Linked DNA regions of Sus scrofa: regions 1, 3 and 4 are each linked to region 2. A link is a contact called in public Hi-C and promoter capture Hi-C data. All regions are on one chromosome and are shown on one strand. Each heading gives the region's core, a stretch centred on a gene start, on an enhancer-like site or on the middle of the called end of the contact. The rest is flanking DNA. Distances are from core to core; before and after follow the strand shown. Region 1 holds the start of ETFBKMT (electron transfer flavoprotein beta subunit lysine methyltransferase). Region 2 holds the start of FAM60A (protein FAM60A). Region 3 holds the start of DENND5B (DENN domain-containing protein 5B). Region 4 holds the start of AMN1 (protein AMN1 homolog).

Evidence for each region. Promoter capture Hi-C pulls out the DNA fragments that hold promoters and counts their contacts. Hi-C and Micro-C count contacts between places; a contact is called where the count stands out from the background.
Region 1: a contact with region 2 is called in a Hi-C map of liver, with 3 times the contacts expected there. The contact joins the promoter of ETFBKMT here to the promoter of FAM60A in region 2. A contact is called at or near these places in 1 of 47 Hi-C or Micro-C datasets (liver) and 1 of 2 datasets of contacts at active chromatin or transcription factors (alveolar macrophages).
Region 3: a promoter capture Hi-C map of liver shows a contact between it and region 2, with 4 times the contacts expected there. The contact joins the promoter of DENND5B here to the promoter of FAM60A in region 2. A contact is called at or near these places in 1 of 5 promoter capture datasets (liver), 3 of 47 Hi-C or Micro-C datasets (embryonic fibroblasts, liver and skeletal muscle) and 1 of 2 datasets of contacts at active chromatin or transcription factors (skeletal muscle).
Region 4: a contact with region 2 is called in a promoter capture Hi-C map of liver, with 5 times the contacts expected there. The contact joins the promoter of AMN1 here to the promoter of FAM60A in region 2. A contact is called at or near these places in 1 of 5 promoter capture datasets (liver), 5 of 47 Hi-C or Micro-C datasets (embryonic fibroblasts, liver, mesenteric adipose tissue and 1 more) and 2 of 2 datasets of contacts at active chromatin or transcription factors (alveolar macrophages and skeletal muscle).

Annotation. Positions count from the first base shown.
Region 1 is chr5:42,573,958-42,577,762 of Sscrofa11.1, reverse strand. It overlaps ETFBKMT (electron transfer flavoprotein beta subunit lysine methyltransferase), which reads left to right and starts at 1,780. Exons shown (of 4, transcript XM_021092089.1): 1 at 1,780-1,933. It overlaps LOC110260715 (a long non-coding RNA gene), which reads right to left and starts at 1,713. Exons shown (of 3, transcript XR_002344057.1): 1 at 1,585-1,713.
Region 2 is chr5:42,928,306-42,932,504 of Sscrofa11.1, reverse strand. It overlaps FAM60A (protein FAM60A), which reads right to left and starts at 2,060. Exons shown (of 6, transcript XM_021092101.1): 1 at 1,875-2,060.
Region 3 is chr5:42,640,317-42,644,372 of Sscrofa11.1, reverse strand. DENND5B (DENN domain-containing protein 5B) reads right to left here and starts at 1,697. Exons shown (of 24, transcript XM_021092091.1): 1 at 933-1,697. The coding sequence starts at 1,059.
Region 4 is chr5:42,516,329-42,520,463 of Sscrofa11.1, reverse strand. AMN1 (protein AMN1 homolog) reads right to left here and starts at 1,898. Exons shown (of 7, transcript XM_021092088.1): 1 at 1,727-1,898.

The DNA of each region.
Region 1 (3,805 bases), core at 531-3,030, 350 kb after region 2:
ATTGCCATGAGCTGTGGTGTAGTTCACAGACATGGCTTGGATCTGGCATTGCTGTGGCTATGGTGTAGGTTGGCAGCTGTAGCTCCAATTCAACCCCTAGCCTGGGAATTTCCACATGCTGCACCTAAGAAGCAAAAAATTAAAAAAAGAAAGAAAGAAAGAAAACATTTCAGGAGTTCCCATTGTGGAGCAGAAACAAATGTGACTAGTATCCATGAGGATGCAGGTGTGATCCCTGGCCTCACTCAGTGGGTATGGGATCAGGTGTTGCCATCAGCTTTGGTGTAGGTCGAAGACACAGCTTGGATCCCTCACTGCTGTGGCTGTGATGGGCTTATAGTCTGTTTCTTTGGGATTATTTTAAGAATGTAAAGCCTTTTTCTGGACTATGGAATGAAAGTTTCAGAGACAACAATTTAAGCTGCACTACAGAGAATGGGCTAGAGGAAAGCAGGATTGCAGAGACCAGTTATGGGAATTCAGGCAAGCAATCATAAAGTGAAACTAAGGCAATAGCAAGAGAGATGGAAAGAAGCAGATCAATTTAAAAACTATCAGTGGGATAGAATACAGAAGCTAGTTAAAAACAACACTTCTCTCTTTTTTTTAACAGCCATACCTGCAGCATATGGAAGTTCCCAGCCAGGAGTAAATTGAAGCTGCAGCTGCATCCCTGTGCCCCACACTGTAACACCCCACCTCAGCGATGTATGCTACCTACACTGCAGCTTGTAACAACGCAGGATCCTTAACCTACTGAGCCAGCCATGGAACCTCCATCCTCATGGATACTACTCTGGTTCTTAACCTGCTGAGCCACAATGGAAACTCAAAAAACAACATTTCTTAGGCAAACTAATCTTTAATGTCTGTTAAGAATTATTAACAGGGAGTTCCCATCGTGGTGCAGTGGAAACAAATCCCACTAGGAACCATGGTTTGATCCCTGGCCTCGCTCAGTGGGTTAAGGATCTGGCGCTTCGGTGAGCTGTGATGTAGGTCCTAGAAGCTGCTCAGATCCTGTGTTGCTGTGACTCTGGTGTAGGCCGGAGCTGTAGCTCTCACTGGACTCCTAGCCTGGGAACCTCCAAATGCCAAGGGTGCAGCCCTAAAAAGCAAAAAAATAAAAAATAAAGAATTATTAACAGCAAGAGAATCAGAGAGTACTATCGAAATAAACTGTAATTAAGAAAATTAAAAAGATTGTGCATGCATGAAATTATAACAGGGAGGACATTATGATTTAATCACAGTTGAGCATAAGCGTCATTATTATTATTATTATTGTCTTTTTGCGTTTTCTTGAGGCGCTCCCGCGGCATATGGAGGTTCCCAGGCTAGGGGTCTAATCAGAGCTGCAGCCACTGGCCTAAGCCACAGCCACAGCAACGCAGGATCTGAGCCGCATCTGCCACCCACACTACAGCTCACGGCAACACCAGATCCTTAACCCACTGAGCAAGGCCAGGGATCGAACCCTCAATCTCATGGTTCCTAGTTGGATTGGTTAACCACTGAGCCACGACGGGAACTCCAAAAGTAAGCGTCATTATTAAAGGTTTATTAAAGGTCTATTTTGCTCACCATTCTATGCCCAGTGTTTAGGAGTGTGACTGGCATGAAGCAGATGCTCCAGGGCTTCAAAGTGGATCTTCAAGAAATCAGTATTTGTAGCTCCCCTATTTCCCAAGGGAGGTCTGAAAGCCCGGTGGTTTCGAACTTCCTGTCCCTTTAAGAAGGGCAGGCGAAAGGAGAAAAGGCGCTGCCGGGAAGGAGGGCGGAGCCTGGGCTGGGCTGGGCTGGGCTGGGCGCCGGCTTGGCTGAGGAAGCTGGACCCCGCTTGCAGTCATAAAGAAGGTGCAAAAAGACGGGCAGAGGAGAGTGACAGACGTGCCCAGTGCTTAGCTTCCTGAGGCGGTGTTAGCACAGCCGGGTAAGGAGAGGAGAACTGTGCCTGCCCCTTTAAGGTTGACTCTCTCCTTGGAGGGAAATCACGTGCTAATACTTTTGGACCCGTCTTTTTAACCCGTCTTCTTTCCTTAGCAATCATTCCACGTACCAAGTGTCCAGCACATAATCACATATTCATAAGGGGTGCTGTTTCATTGGTGCTGGCTTGGGAGGGAGCGACATCGGTCTGGATGAAATGGTGTCCACAATCTCCTATTTGATTTCTTTTTAAACCTTGGACTTTTGGGATTCAAGGGCTGACCCGGTCGGTCCTCACAGGATTAGTCCAATGAGGTCAGCCTAGACCCTGGGATTCCAAAAGCATAAACGTGGGCTAATTTTATTAATACCCACTGGAGGTCCATCCTGAGTTCACAAACTGGTCTGAGAGGCATTGTGGCCCGCCTGTGTCTTGATATTTTAATTAGTTGCCAGTTTATGTGCCAGTTTAAGTGAGAGTTTATGTGTAAATATCTGGATTATCTTGAGCGATTGGGAGATCAGCCCAGGAGTCCCTGGCTGGCAGCAGTTTGCGGCCCTTTTGGACTGTTTTGAAACAGTTTACAGTTTGCCACAGCCCCTCTGTTATCTAACAACAGCCTGGATCATACATCTATCACCAGCCCAGCCCTGGTAGGCATTTAAGCTTGGGGCCCCTACTCTAAATACTTGGGTGGATATAAGACTTTAAAATATTTACGCAGATTAGATCAGAGGTCTCAAACAACTGGGTGTATAATTTCTGTTTAAACTGCTCTTTCATTCCTGCTTATTCTTATCAAGGTGTCTTTTTATATTAAGTCCAGTTTTGGTAAAGATGACTCATCAGAGGTATTTACAGAAAGAGGTTTGGGAGCTGATATTCTTTTATTACAATTAAATCTAAAGGTTTTTTTTTTTTTTTTTTTTTTTTTTGCTTTTTAGAGCCACACCTAAGGCATGTGGAAGTTCCCAGGCTAGGGGTCAAATTGGAGCTTCAGTTGCCAGCCTATACCACAGCCACAGCAACTCAGGACCCGAGCCTCACCTGTGACCTACACCACAGCTCAGGGCAACGCTGGATCCTTAACCCACTGAGTGAGGCCAGGGAGCAAGCCTGCATGCTCATGGATCCTAGTCGGGTTCATTAACCATTGAGCCACGAAGCGAACTCCTCTATAGTTGTTTTTTTTTTTTTTTTTAATATTTTTTTTTTTAGGAAAAACCCTTGAATCTTTATTACATTGATGTTTTATGCTAGGACTATCTTTATTGTGCAGTCAGTATAATTTATCTCTACCCACAGTTAAAATTTGACAATCTGTACAACTTTTGGCTAGACTTCATAAAGGCAAGAACTATGTTTGCCCTGTTAATTGCTCTATTCCACCACTGGCATCTAAGCTTTCTGAAGAGAGGGACTTTTGTTTATTTTGTTCAAAGTTGCCAGGCAAAGTCCCTGCTTAAATGGAAGTGATTTATTAAATGTATGAAAGAACTTTAAAGGTATATCTTATTGTGTGTAACAGGCATGTTCCTGAGGATTCTCTCAAAAGCAAATGCTTGTATATTTGTTATTCTAAATTATTAAGAGGATTCTGTTGTGAAAAGGCATCTTTTAAAAGACTGGCTTTTCCTTGGAGTTCCCCTTGTGGCCCAACAGGTTAAGAGCCTGACTAGTATCCATGAGGATTCAGGGTCAGCGTCGTTCACAGAGTTAAGGATCTGGTGTTGCCATGAACTATGGTGTAGGCCCACAGCTGCAGCTCTGATTCAGTCCCTAACCTCACAACTTCTGTATGCCTCAGGGGCGGTCATAAAAAGAAAAATAAATAAATAAAAATAAAAGATTGGATTTTCCAAAATTAATATATGA
Region 2 (4,199 bases), core at 811-3,310:
CGCCTCCCTCACCTGCGCCGGAACAACGGGCCCTGCGCCCGCCCGCCCACCCGGCCGGCCCGGCGCCTCCCGCAGGCCGCGCCTCCCGCACGCCGCGTTGCCGGGGCTTGTTCCTCCTCATGGCTTTGCCCTGACGTAATTCAAACATGGCAACAGTTCGACTTCAAAGGCGGATCCACAGACCTCCCAGACGCAGGCGCCGGTCCCGGGGAGCTGGCCGAGCCCTCGGTCGTCGCAGCAGCCAGCGCCCGGGCTCCAGCGCGGGGCCCCTCGGCTGCCGCTGGCCGCGCGGAAGCACGCTGCCTCTCCGCACACCCGCACCGCGCACTAGTAGCGCCGCGAAAGTTTCCCCGCGAGAGGCCGAGGGACAAAAGCCCCTTCCGAAACTCGCCCGAACTTCGGGGGGCCAGGCCTGCACGGCCCTCCGCCCGGCGGCCGCCCAGAGCGCCCGCCGGGCCCGCAACAGCACATGCGGCTCTTTGTTTTCTGTCCAGCTGGGCGCTGCCTACGTGCAGCAGGAGGGACGTGGGATTGTTTCTCTGAGGGAGATACTAGACGATCGCCCAGGGGAAGGGGCCGGACCCCACGTCCCAAAAGTCCGGGGCCGGTCCTGCCGTCCTCCCCTAGCAGCGGGGCCATTTAATCAAAGTTTTGCAATGTCCTTGATGAGAAACGCCCGGATTCCCCGCCCTGCACCGGCCGAGAGTTGGCGACTTTCACTCTGCTTTTGAAACTGGCAAGACGCCATCATCAGCAAGTCACATTGTCCTGCCGGCCGGCCCCGACAGCACCCGCATCTCCCGGCTGACCGCGAGCCAGAGGCTCAGCCGGACCTGGGAGCAAACCCGGGTCGCAGCCCCAGCACGTGGTCTGTCACGCTCGGCACAAAAAGCAGTGCCCTCCTGAGTTCCCGCACTCCTCCGGCGCAGACAACGCCGCTGCCTCCATCCCCAAGTCAACTTGACTCCGACTGGCCATCTTAAGCCGTACACCGTGGCCCTAGAGAGCGCCGCGGCGCCCAAACCACGCTACAGGTGAATAAATTGCGGACCAAACTTGAGGCTCCAGACACCCCGAACGCCTGCGCTGCCTGGGCGCGGCCCTGGGGAGAAGCGTTTCAGAGCCGGGGCCGCTTCCGAGCGGCCGCGTGCTGCTCATTGTCGCATCCGCATCCCTCCGGAGTTGGGCGGACAACGCCACCCGCATGCACTCCGGCCATGCCGGCACCAAGCCGAAAGGCCAATTTAAACCTCCTCCGCCGGCCAGCTCACAAGTAGACGCAACTTAGTTTTCGAGCGAGGGGCATTCATTGTCCACACTCATCTAAACACGCGCCGGGGGTGGGGGGGCAAGAAACTCAACCACGAGGTCCAACAACGGCGCCCGGCCACTCCCGGGCGCGCGCCCACGCGGGTGCACCGACCCAGGGCCCCTCGGCAGTCGCCAGCAACTCGTTTTCTCTCGGGCCTTTCAGCCACCAGGCTCCTTTTCGCCAGCGAGCACTGCGGCTGAGAAAAGTCATTGTCACCTTCAATGTGGACCCCTCAACTCCGGCGACTCCTCACTCTTCCAGGCTTCACTCACTTCCCCCACCCCAAGACTTTCGGTTTGCCTCAAATACCCTCCCCAATTAAAAAGGACACACTAAACATGCAGATACAAAGAATCTGGGGTCTGAGGACCACGAAAACCGCGCTCCAAGCAATGCCATCTCCAAGACAAAACTTCCTGTGTGCGTATATGAATGTGTGCGTGTGTGTCTGTGGAAGGACTGGGGGAGGTGGTGAGGTGAGGTGAAAAGAGAAAAAAAGCCACTCCGAAATCAAAGCCTCCTGAGACAGTTTTGCACCGCAGTAATGGTTAGAGTCACTCACCTTCCAGAAGCAACCGTTCCACGCGCAATAATGTTTCAGAGGTGGGGAGTGCACGCCAAGCCAACCCACGCTCCAATCGCTCCCTCCTCCTCAACTGCCTTGTCTAGAAAGATTGTCTCCTGCAGTTCTGCAGTTGCCACGGCTGGCGGGGAAGGTGTAGATTCCGCTTTCCTTCTGCGCACGCGCAGCTCCTGGTACAAAATTCTCCTGAATCGAACTTATTTGCATACGGGCGCGCGCGCGTCGAGGGCTGGGAGGGGAGAAGGCCCGGCGGCCGCGCGCGCTCCCGAGGCCTCTATTGTCCTTTTAAGGGGAGAAGCGCCGCGGCGCGGGAAACGCGGCGGCCACAGGGAAACGGGGGCGGGGACTGCTTACTACGGTGACGTCACGTAAACAAACGCCCCCTGGCTGGAGGCCCAGGCTAAGGGGGAGTGGCGAGAGGGGAAAGGCGGAAAGGTTAGCAACCCAGGGAGAACACTGGGCTGCGTGTCGTACTTTACACTCGGAAGCTTTTCGCGCACACCGTTTCGCGTTGAAAAATAGTTTTGAAGGCTGTTTTTGCAAAATTTTCACATCTCTGCCCAGTGTCTGAACTGAAGTGGCAGGGGAGGTGGTCTTCCAAGCGCCCAGATTGAATTAATACTTCTCCCATGTTTCCTAAGTTTTGCTTGAAAAAGGGTTTTTGAATCTTTTTTTTTTTAAATTCTCTGAGGCCAACGGAGATTTGTCTTTCTTGCAGTTTTAATGAGTCGTTTAATAAAGTCCCATTTTGACATTCTGTTCATTCACCAGCTCCCGTCTGCACTCCTCAAAGAGTAACCCACTCCATAATAATTCAGTTTTTTTCTCCACTTTGGCCTTAAGATTTCAAGCCTGTTGCAGTTGAAGAGTTGTTAATTTCCGTGGGAATAGTGTCGCTTTTCTTTTATAGTGGAAAGCCAGTAATCTAGGGACACACATCCCACCTCCAGCTGCTAGTAAAGGGTGATCCAATCACCCAGAAATAATACCACCAACTGGTGGTCTTGGGAATTGAAAAAGTTGCCGGTGAAATGCAGAGTTTCCCTTATGGAATATGTAATAAACCAACAATCTAAATGCTTCTTGCCCCAGAAGAGAAAAAAAAAAAAAAAAACTGAAGAACTGAAGTAAATCTCAGACCAATAAGTGAAAAATGGAAAAAAAATAATTGTGGTACACCTTTATTCCAAGAACACATCTAACACCAACAGGCTGAGACACTGATTTAATGACAGACATGGGGAGACAGGAAGGATGTTTTTCCCAGAAACTTGATATTGGTCCCAAGATGCAAAAGTGTGGACATTAACCATAAAACTTAATCATCTGCTGACAAGTTTCACTGCTTTCACTGTAGTGTCAACAATGTGGACTTAGATATTTCTGATGCAAATCAAAACCACTTTGAGATACCACCTTACACTGGCTAGAATGACCATCATTAAAAAGTCTACAAACAGGAGTTCCCGTTGTGGCTCAGTGGTTAACAAATCCCACTAGGAACCATAAGGTTGCGGGTTCGATCCCTGGCCTCGCTCAGTGGGTTAAGGTCCCGAGTTGCCATGAGCTGTGGTATAGGTTGCAGACGCAGCTCAGATCCAGTGTTGCTGTGGCCCTGGTGTAGGCCGGTGGCTACAGCTCCGATTCGACCCTTAGCCTGGAAACCTCCATATGCCAAGGGAGTGGCCCAAGAAATGGCAAAAGGACCAAAAAAAAAAAAAAAAAAAAAGTCTACAAACAATAAATGCTGGAGAGGGTGTGAAGAAAAAGGAACTCTATTACACTGTTGGTGGGATTGTAATTTGGTACAACCACTGTGGAAAGCAGTATGGAGATTCCTCAGAAAACTAAAAACAGAATTACCATTTGATCCAGCAATCCTTCTCCTGGGCATCTATCCAGAGAAAAACCATGACTCGAAAAGATACATGTGCTCCAATGTTCATTGCAGCACTGCAGTATAATAGCCAAGACATAGAAACAACCAAAATGTCCATCGACAGAGGACTAGATACAGAAGATATGGTACATGTACACAATGGAACATTACTCAGCCATTAAAAGGAAAGAAATAATGCCATTTGCAGCAACATGGATGGACCTAGAAATTATCATGCTAGGTGAAGTCAGTCAGACAGCAAGACATCAACATCATATGGTATCACTTACATGTGGAATCTAAAAAAAAGACACAATGAACTTCCTTGCAGAACAAATACTGACTCACAGACTTTGAAAAATGTATGCTTTCCAAATGAGACAGGTTGGGGGGTGAGGGGATGTGCTGGGGGTTTGGGATGGAAA
Region 3 (4,056 bases), core at 448-2,947, 290 kb after region 2:
ATCAGTCCTTTCTCCCGCCTCCTCCCAACACTGCGCACTCACCCCCGCCCCCTCCACCACCATCCTTTAACCGCCTCTTTTCCCATCTCCGATCCCCAGCTCAGCCCTGCACTGCGCCATCAAAAGAGTCGAGAGGACCGACCTATGCCCCTCCAGGAAAGCCCAGGCAGCAACACACGGTGCACCCAACTGAGGGGAATTATATTCAACTACTTAAACTCGGAACAGTGTAAGCAGTATCAACAAGGCATCATGCCGGGTCCCAAGCGTCCAAAGATCGTCGACAGCTCCTGCGACACTGCCAAAACGACAGGATTCCAAAAGGTGACTCGACCGTCATCGCAGAACCCGAGGCGGCGCAGACCGGGAACAGTTAAGGATGAAATCCAACTAGCCTCCAGCCTGGCGCTCGCCCCGCGGGTCACTGCCGCCTGGGGGGACGCGGCCCCGCGGTCTCCCACGCCCCCTCTCCGAGGGGGCCCGGGCGCCGCGTCACGTGCCGGGGCTGAAACTTCGCAGCCGGGGCGGCGGGCGGCGCGGGGGGTGAGCCACGGGAGCGCAGCGAAGCCGGGAGTTCACGCGCCCGGTGATTCACCCGCTGCCTCCGCGAGCAGCTGCGGGCGAGGGGGCCGGCATGCTCGGCCCAGGCCGTGCCCTCGGAGCCGCCCCCTCCCCTGCCCCCGCGACTGTTATTAATAACCCCGCGCCCGCCAGGCGAAACCCTGGGCGGACGCCCGAGGGCTCAGCAGCGCACCCTGCACGCGGAATAAATAACAATGTCATTAAATCGCGGCCCCAGAACCCCGCCGGCCGGAGAGCAAGCGCCGCCGGGAGCTGACTTTGTCTGAAGCCCGTACCCCGCCTCCCGCGCGTCCTCGCAGCGTCCCCCGCGTCCCTGAGGAGTACACGGCGCCGCCGCAGCCCGGCCTTACCCGCCAGCTCGTCAGGCTCCAGCCCGCTGTCCGCGTCGATCCCGCACAGCACGAAGTAGTGCGCAAAGCGGCAGGCGGCCGGGGAGGAGCCCGAGCCCGGACCGGGCGCCGCGCCGCTGCCGCTCATCCCGGCGGCGCTGCTCCAGCCGCCGCCGCCGCCGCCGCCGCCGCCGCCGCCGCCGCAGCTCGGGAGGGCTAGCTGCTGAGGCTGCCGCTCCGGCTTCGGTCTCCGCGCGCCCGTCCTAGGGCGACCCGGGCGCGCCCATGGCGGCGCAGCCACTGCTCGTCACCGCAGCCTCGCTCCTCGCTCGGCGCCGGGAAAGCGGCCGCGAGCTCGCGCCCAATCCTTCGGGATCCCAGTGACGGGTGGGGGAGGGGCGCACAGGGGGAGTGTCGCCGGGAGAGGCCTGCGCCGCCGCAGCTGCTCTCGTAAGCTGGGAGCCGCGGCGTCTGGCGCCCGCGGGTCAGCTGAGCGGCACACGGGCTGTGGGAGCGCAGGGAGCGCTGGGGCGCGGAGGACCGGTGCGTGGGGCGGGGGCGCGGCGGGGAGGGCGCGCGCGAAAGGGGCGGGAGCGCGCGTTTCGGTCCTGTGTGCGCGCGCTCCCAGCGGGCTCGGAATTGAGCGCCGCGCGCGGGCGGGATTCGTGCCAGCCTGCCCAGGCTGCGGAGCTGGGGCGACCCCACACACGCGCCTCTCGGCCTCCGCCAGCCAACAAGAGGCTTAGCCTCAGAGCGGGATGCTACCTTAGCCCTCTAAATGGGATGCTACCTATCCTAATTAAAAAGAAAGAAATGCAGCTTTGGGAAAGGCTAACGGCCGCTCTGAAATCTTTTCCACAAAGGTCTGGACCATCAACATATTTTAAACTGTGACAAGTACAGATGGCTATCTCATTTTAAGATCCTAGTCCTTGGACTTCCCTTGTGGTGGAGCAGGTTAAGGATCCGATGTTGTCACTACTGCAGCTTGGGTTCTGCTGTGACGGTGGTTCCAACCCTGATCTGGAAATTTACTCATGCCTTGAGAGGCGGCCAAAAAAAAAAAAGAAAGAAAGAAAAAAAAATCCTAGTCCTTTAATCCTTCCCCCAGCTCTCAGCCCCATTCACAAGACATCTTTCCTCAATGAATTGGTGCCAACTCAGTGGGGCGGGGGCGGGGGGTAAACAACACAACTCAATATCTACAAAGATTTGAGACTTCTGAAAGGACTGCAATTGACAACTTCCCTTCCCTGACCCACTGTAATTTATCCAGACATTTTCCAGGTGAGTGTAAAGTTGCCAAGGCGCTCCAGTTCCCCAGCAGTGTTCTCGTTTGATTTTATCAGCTCTCCCTGCAGGTACAATCGGAGGCTGATAAGGCAACAGGAATTAGACCCTGAACTCTGCTCTTCACAAAGCTATTGCTTGCTTGCTTTTTTAAAAAAATTTAGGGTAAGTACCCAGGCTGGGGGTCTAATCAGAGCTTCAGCTGCTGTCTTCCGCCACAGCAATGCCCGTTCTGAGCCTCATACCTTCACGGCAATGCAGGATCCTTAACCCACTGATGGAGGCCAGGGATGTAACCTAGGTCCAATACTAGTTGGGTTCATAACCCGCTGAGTCACAACGGAAACCCTGGCTATGGCTTTCTTACCCTGCTCTTTCCTCTGACTTTCTCTTCTTCAGAAAGGGCTTGCCAACTAGTTATTACTCCTTTGAAAGGTGAAAAATTGAATCCATCCCATCTCCACATTGTCATCCCTTCCACAATTCTCCCTACTCTTTGAGGATTTGGATGGGGGGGTTGCGTGGTCTGAATCGTGACTACCACTGGTAGACACATAAAAAAACCCTCCAGGGTGGTGGACTAAGAGAATGAACCTCAATTATTTGAATAATGTTCTTCCTGGAAGATATGTATGCATACACACCATCATTTACTGTAGTCTGTACCCTCACTTTCTCTCTTTTCAAGTTTGAAATGAAAGAAAAATAAAACAATCAGAGTGAGCCACTGGCTGGGTAATTGACCATTAGCTCCTATTGCATCCTGAACTTTTCCTTCAAAACACTTTTAATGACTTTTTTCCTGTATCTATCTTCTTAGCTGGATTTTAAGCTCCACAGAGCAGGAGTCACGCTCTAAGATTCATCATATTTCTAGCATCTAGCAGAATACTGGTCCCACCTAGTCCCTCAGTTTATATTTATTGAATGAATGAAAGAAGGGTGGTTATCTAGGTAGTGACAAGCTGTTGATGCTACTAGGAAAATACGGAAACTCGAACATCTGTAACATATTTATGAACATATGCTAATTTGCTGTTGTTATACAGTTATTGCTTTTTCTCATATAGAGAGTACTGAAGTATATAAAACAATTTCACTAATAAGGGGGTCGGGAGACAGTGATAGGCTGTGTATGTATTTCTCCTATCTTTGATGGTAACTCCTTGCAGAATGTTTTTTAGAAACACAATAGAAAACTGATTTACTAAAAAAGAAAAGGGGGGGGAGAAAACTGATTTACTGTTGGCACTAGCACCTTTTGGGGGGCACTTTTTTTGTATTTTTAGGGCCAAACCCACGGCATATGGAAATTCCCAGGCTAGGGGTTCAATCAGAGTTGTAGCTGCTGGCCTACATCACAGCCACAGCAATGCCAGATCCAAGTTGGTCTGCAACCTACACCACAGCTCACAGCAACGCCAGATCCTTAACCCACTGAGCGAGGCCAGGGACTGAACCTGTTTACTCCTGGATACTATCCGGGTTCATACTGCTGAGCCATGATGGGAACTCCAAGATATGTCACTTTTTGTTCATTTGAAAAATGACTTATGAGCTTGTAAGCCCTGCATTATTTTTTTTAATTTTTTTAAATGATTTTTATTTTTTTCATTATAGTTGGTTTACAGTGTCCTGTCAGTTTCTACTGCACAGCATAGTGACACAATCACACACACATATATATATATTCTTTTTCTCACTTTATTCTCCATCATGTTCCATCATAAGTGACTAGACATAGTTCCCTGTGCTACACAGCAGGATCTCATTGCTTATCCACTCCAAATGCAATAGATTGCATCTATTAACCCCAGACTCCCAGTCCATGCCACTCCCTCCCTACATTAATGTT
Region 4 (4,135 bases), core at 649-3,148, 410 kb after region 2:
CCTTGAGGCCTGCCTGCTCTTGGAACTGTGTCAGCTTATGGCATGGCTATATTCTGGTCACCAGGTATTTAACTTCTTCCACCTGATAGAGGTTTCATTACTATAAGACAGCTCACAGGATATGACAGAATATTATCTATAGCCCCTGAGAAGGTCCTTGACTTTGCTTAATGACAAAACTATTATTACGTGGCCTCATTTGACTGTTTCCCTTCGCTCACTTCTCTGATTAAACTTATTCTTTGACTAAAGTTTTTCCACAGAAAAACTAAGTCCTGCTCCATTTCAATATTAACCTCCCTAGTAACCTCTTAAAGAGGTTGTTTTTTTTTTGGCCTCATCTGTGGCATATGGAAGTTCCCAGACCAGGGGCAAGTCACAGCTGCAGCTATGGCACCAGTCGCAGCAACAGCAGATCCAAACCATATCTGCAACCTACACCACAGCTTGTGGCAATGCCAGATCCAGGCATCGAACCAGCATCCTCATAGAGACGACGTTGGGTCCTTAACCTGCTGAACTATAATAGAAACTCCCTCTCAAGAGTTTTAAATGTCTTTAAATTGAGCAGCCACTCACATAGCAAATGAAATCCATCAGGATAAGACAGCTAAAAGAACTCAGTGATCCCACTGCCACTGCCTAGGGTGATTACGAAACTATCAGTAACAGCAGTTACCTGACCGTTCACCTCCATGACTACATCAAATGAGGTAGTGAGAGTAACACTATATTGGTTTACAGTATCAGCTTGCTAAGACAATGACCAGAAGTCGGGGATTTATTAAATAAAATAAAATGGAGACCAGGCTTGAAAATTCCCCAAACTGACCAAGCCAGTTAGGCCATGTAATCAAAACTGAACCTAGATTATTTCATGAACGTAAGTGAAATTTAGGTTATTTCTTATAAATGCCTCTGATAATCAACTTAAATAGTCTTCTTAAAATATCTGCATAAAATAAGCACTTTTAACCAATCCCCTGCCATCTGTAAACTCCCACTGCAATGACCATTGCAAAGGTTAAACAACCTTAACGTGCTCACCTCATAAATCACTGGGTAACTACATGTCTCTGTGCTTCTGGTTTCTCCGCCAATAAAATATATCAAGGAAAGCTCTCTTAATTTTAATACTAGGCAGCCTTCTAAACTTTTAATATGTTAAATTTAATCCTCACTACAATGTCATGAGATAGGTATACTAATATTGTAGGTCAAGAACTTGGGCACAGAGAGATGAAATTACTTTCCATGGTTACACAGCTGGTGAACAGCAGAGCCAGGAACTGAACCCAGCAAGCGCAATCGAGAATTTGAGCGCTACAAAAAGGGAATCAATATTTATCCCCATTATAGTAACTGGGTGGAACTTTGCTGAAGGCTTCTGAGTACCCCATCTAATGTTTTGTTTTATCAAGGCTTTCAGCTCCCATCAGACAGGCCACTGCCAGGAACTCCCTGAGTGTGGAGCTGTCAAAGCTGAGTTCGGACACCTATAAAGGACAGACAGGCAAGCTCGCTAGGCAACCCTTTTGGCCTGACCTTCCTCAGTGAGGAGAGCACAAGTCTGGGATCCAGGAGTGGAAACACCTGCGGGGCCTTCTCAGCGGTCAGAGGCGGGAAGGGGGCGGGGAAGGAGAGCCGCGCGGGGCGGCGGGTGGTGCCGCGGCGGGGCGAAGGGAGGCGGGCCGGGGCCAACTCACAGGTCCAGGAGCTGACTGACCCGCTCCGGGGAGGGCATCGTAGCGGCCCTCGGGAACCTCTTCCACGGTTCCGGGGCCGCCGAAATCCAGCCAGAGACAGTCTGTCAACTCCCGCCCCCCGCGTGATGCGTGGCGGCCCCGCCTCTTCCGGTAGCGCGGCGCGGGCGCGCTCGCGCTGCAGGGGCAAAGCCGAGCCCCGCCCAAGGGGCGGAGCCTTGCGCGCGGCGCCCAAGGGGCGGAGCCTTGCGCGCGGCGCCCAAGGGGCGGAGCCTTGCGCGCGGCGCCCAAGGGGCGGAGCCTTGCGCGCGGCGCCCAAGGGGCGGAGCCTTGCGCGCGGCGCCCAAGGGGCGGAGCCTTGCGCGCGGCGCCCAAGGGGCGGAGCCTTGCGCGCGGCGCCCAAGGGGCGGAGCCTTGCGCGCGGCGCCCAAGGGGCGGAGCCTTGCGCGCGGCGCCCAAGGGGCGGAGCCTTGCGCGCGGCGCCCAAGGGGCGGAGCCTTGCGCGCGGCGCCCAAGGGGCGGAGCCTTGCGCGCGGCGCCCAAGGGGCGGAGCCTTGCGCGCGGCGCCCAAGGGGCGGAGCCTTGCGCGCGGCGCCCAAGGGGCGGAGCCTTGCGCGCGGCGCCCAAGGGGCGGAGCCTTGCGCGCGGCGCCCAAGGGGCGGAGCCTTGCGCGCGGCGCCCAAGGGGCGGAGCCTTGCGCGCGGCGCCCAAGGGGCGGAGCCTTGCGCGCGGCGCCCAAGGGGCGGAGCCTTGCGCGCGGCGCCCAAGGGGCGGAGCCTTGCGCGCGGCGCCCAAGGGGCGGAGCCTTGCGCGCGGCGCCCAAGGGGCGGAGCCTTGCGCGCGGCGCCCTAGCGGAGGCCGTATAAAATCGAGGGGAACCTAACCCTTCGGTAAGCGCTGTGGCGGTTATTGTTCTGTTGACGGTGTCCCCAACTCTGGTGGGTTCCAGAGTGGGCCAGGAGGGCGCGCAGCCTAGCCCAGTATCCTCCGAGCCGCGCGAGGTCACTGCTTTTACGTCCGATGCTGGGCCGTGCCTTTGGCGGGGTATGTCGGTGACCGCTGGGATACAGACTCCGTGACCGTCAGAGAGGTTTAGAGGATCTGAGAGTGACTGCCATTTACCTAGCACTTTCTCTAAAGCGCATACTGAGCTACGTGTTTTCCATAATTAACCACATTCATTTAATCCTGTAAAGTCGGAATTTTTTAGCATTTTTTTTACAGATGAGTGGCACTACATATGTACAAAATGCTCAGTAAGAATTTCATCCTGGCGGGGGTAGAAGAAGAGTTTGTGTTCCAATCAGAAAGGACTCCAAAGAAGGAGCCCTCTGGAAGTTCTCAGGTGGTCCAGTGATTAGGATTGGTTGTTCTCATGCTGTTACCTGGGTTCAATTCCTGGTTGGGGAATTGAGATGCTGCTTCAAGCCTGCCTAGTACGGCCAAGGCGGGGTGAGGAAGAGGCCCTCTTTCCCAGGTGGAGTTCTCTCTCCTTGGTTGAGCTGCAGAGTACTTGCTGCTTTTTGGTGCTTTTTCGTCTCTCTTCCCTTTGTAAACTTTTGATTGAAAGTTGCAACCCAATCTTTCTCATCTCTTCAGGATGCTGCTCATTCAGTCAGCACACACCAGGGTAGGGTGTGTGCTGAAAAAGGGTAGGGGTTATGCTCAGTGCTGAGGGTTCAATGGTGAACACTTGAACCAGACAAGTAAAAGAACAATCAGAATAACTAAAATGTGCTAAAATGGAGTTACTTCTCTGGGGAACACTCACATGAGGGTGGGGGAGGAGGTTACAGAAAAGGTACAGAAAAGAAAGGTAGTCTGTTAGGGACTGTAGATTATTCACAATGGGTACAGTGGGAGTGGTGATGTTACTGGAGTCTGCCCAGTGCACAGTGAGGTCAAATAATACTGAAGTCTGAGTTTGGAGTGGAGGAAAGTTTATTGCAGGGCAGTGAGAGGAGACAGGAGGCTCAAGCCCAAGAGAAACTTGAACTCCCCAAAGGCTTTCAGCAAAGCCTTTTAAAGGCAAGGTGAGGGGTGTGGTTATTTGTTGCAAACTTCTTGGGATTAGATCCTTTGTTCTAGCTGCTGTCAGATAGGTCAGGTCACAATGTTCCTGTAAACTGCCAACAAAACAAATGTTATTCTCTATTGTGCAACTTTTTATCTCCATGCAAATGGACTCTTAAAGGTCAGAGCCTTGGGAATAGACTGTCCTGTATATTTCGGGCTATAGGCAACATCCTTCTACAAAAGATGCACAGCCAGCATGACTAAGCACAGACAACAAAGCACAAAGTTTACAGTAAAAAGGAACAGCTCTAATATGGAGTCAGATTTTTTTTTTTTTTTTTTGTCTTTTTGCTATTTTTGGGGCTGCTCCCATATGGAGGTTCCCAGGCTAGGGGTCAAATCGGAGCTGTAGCTGC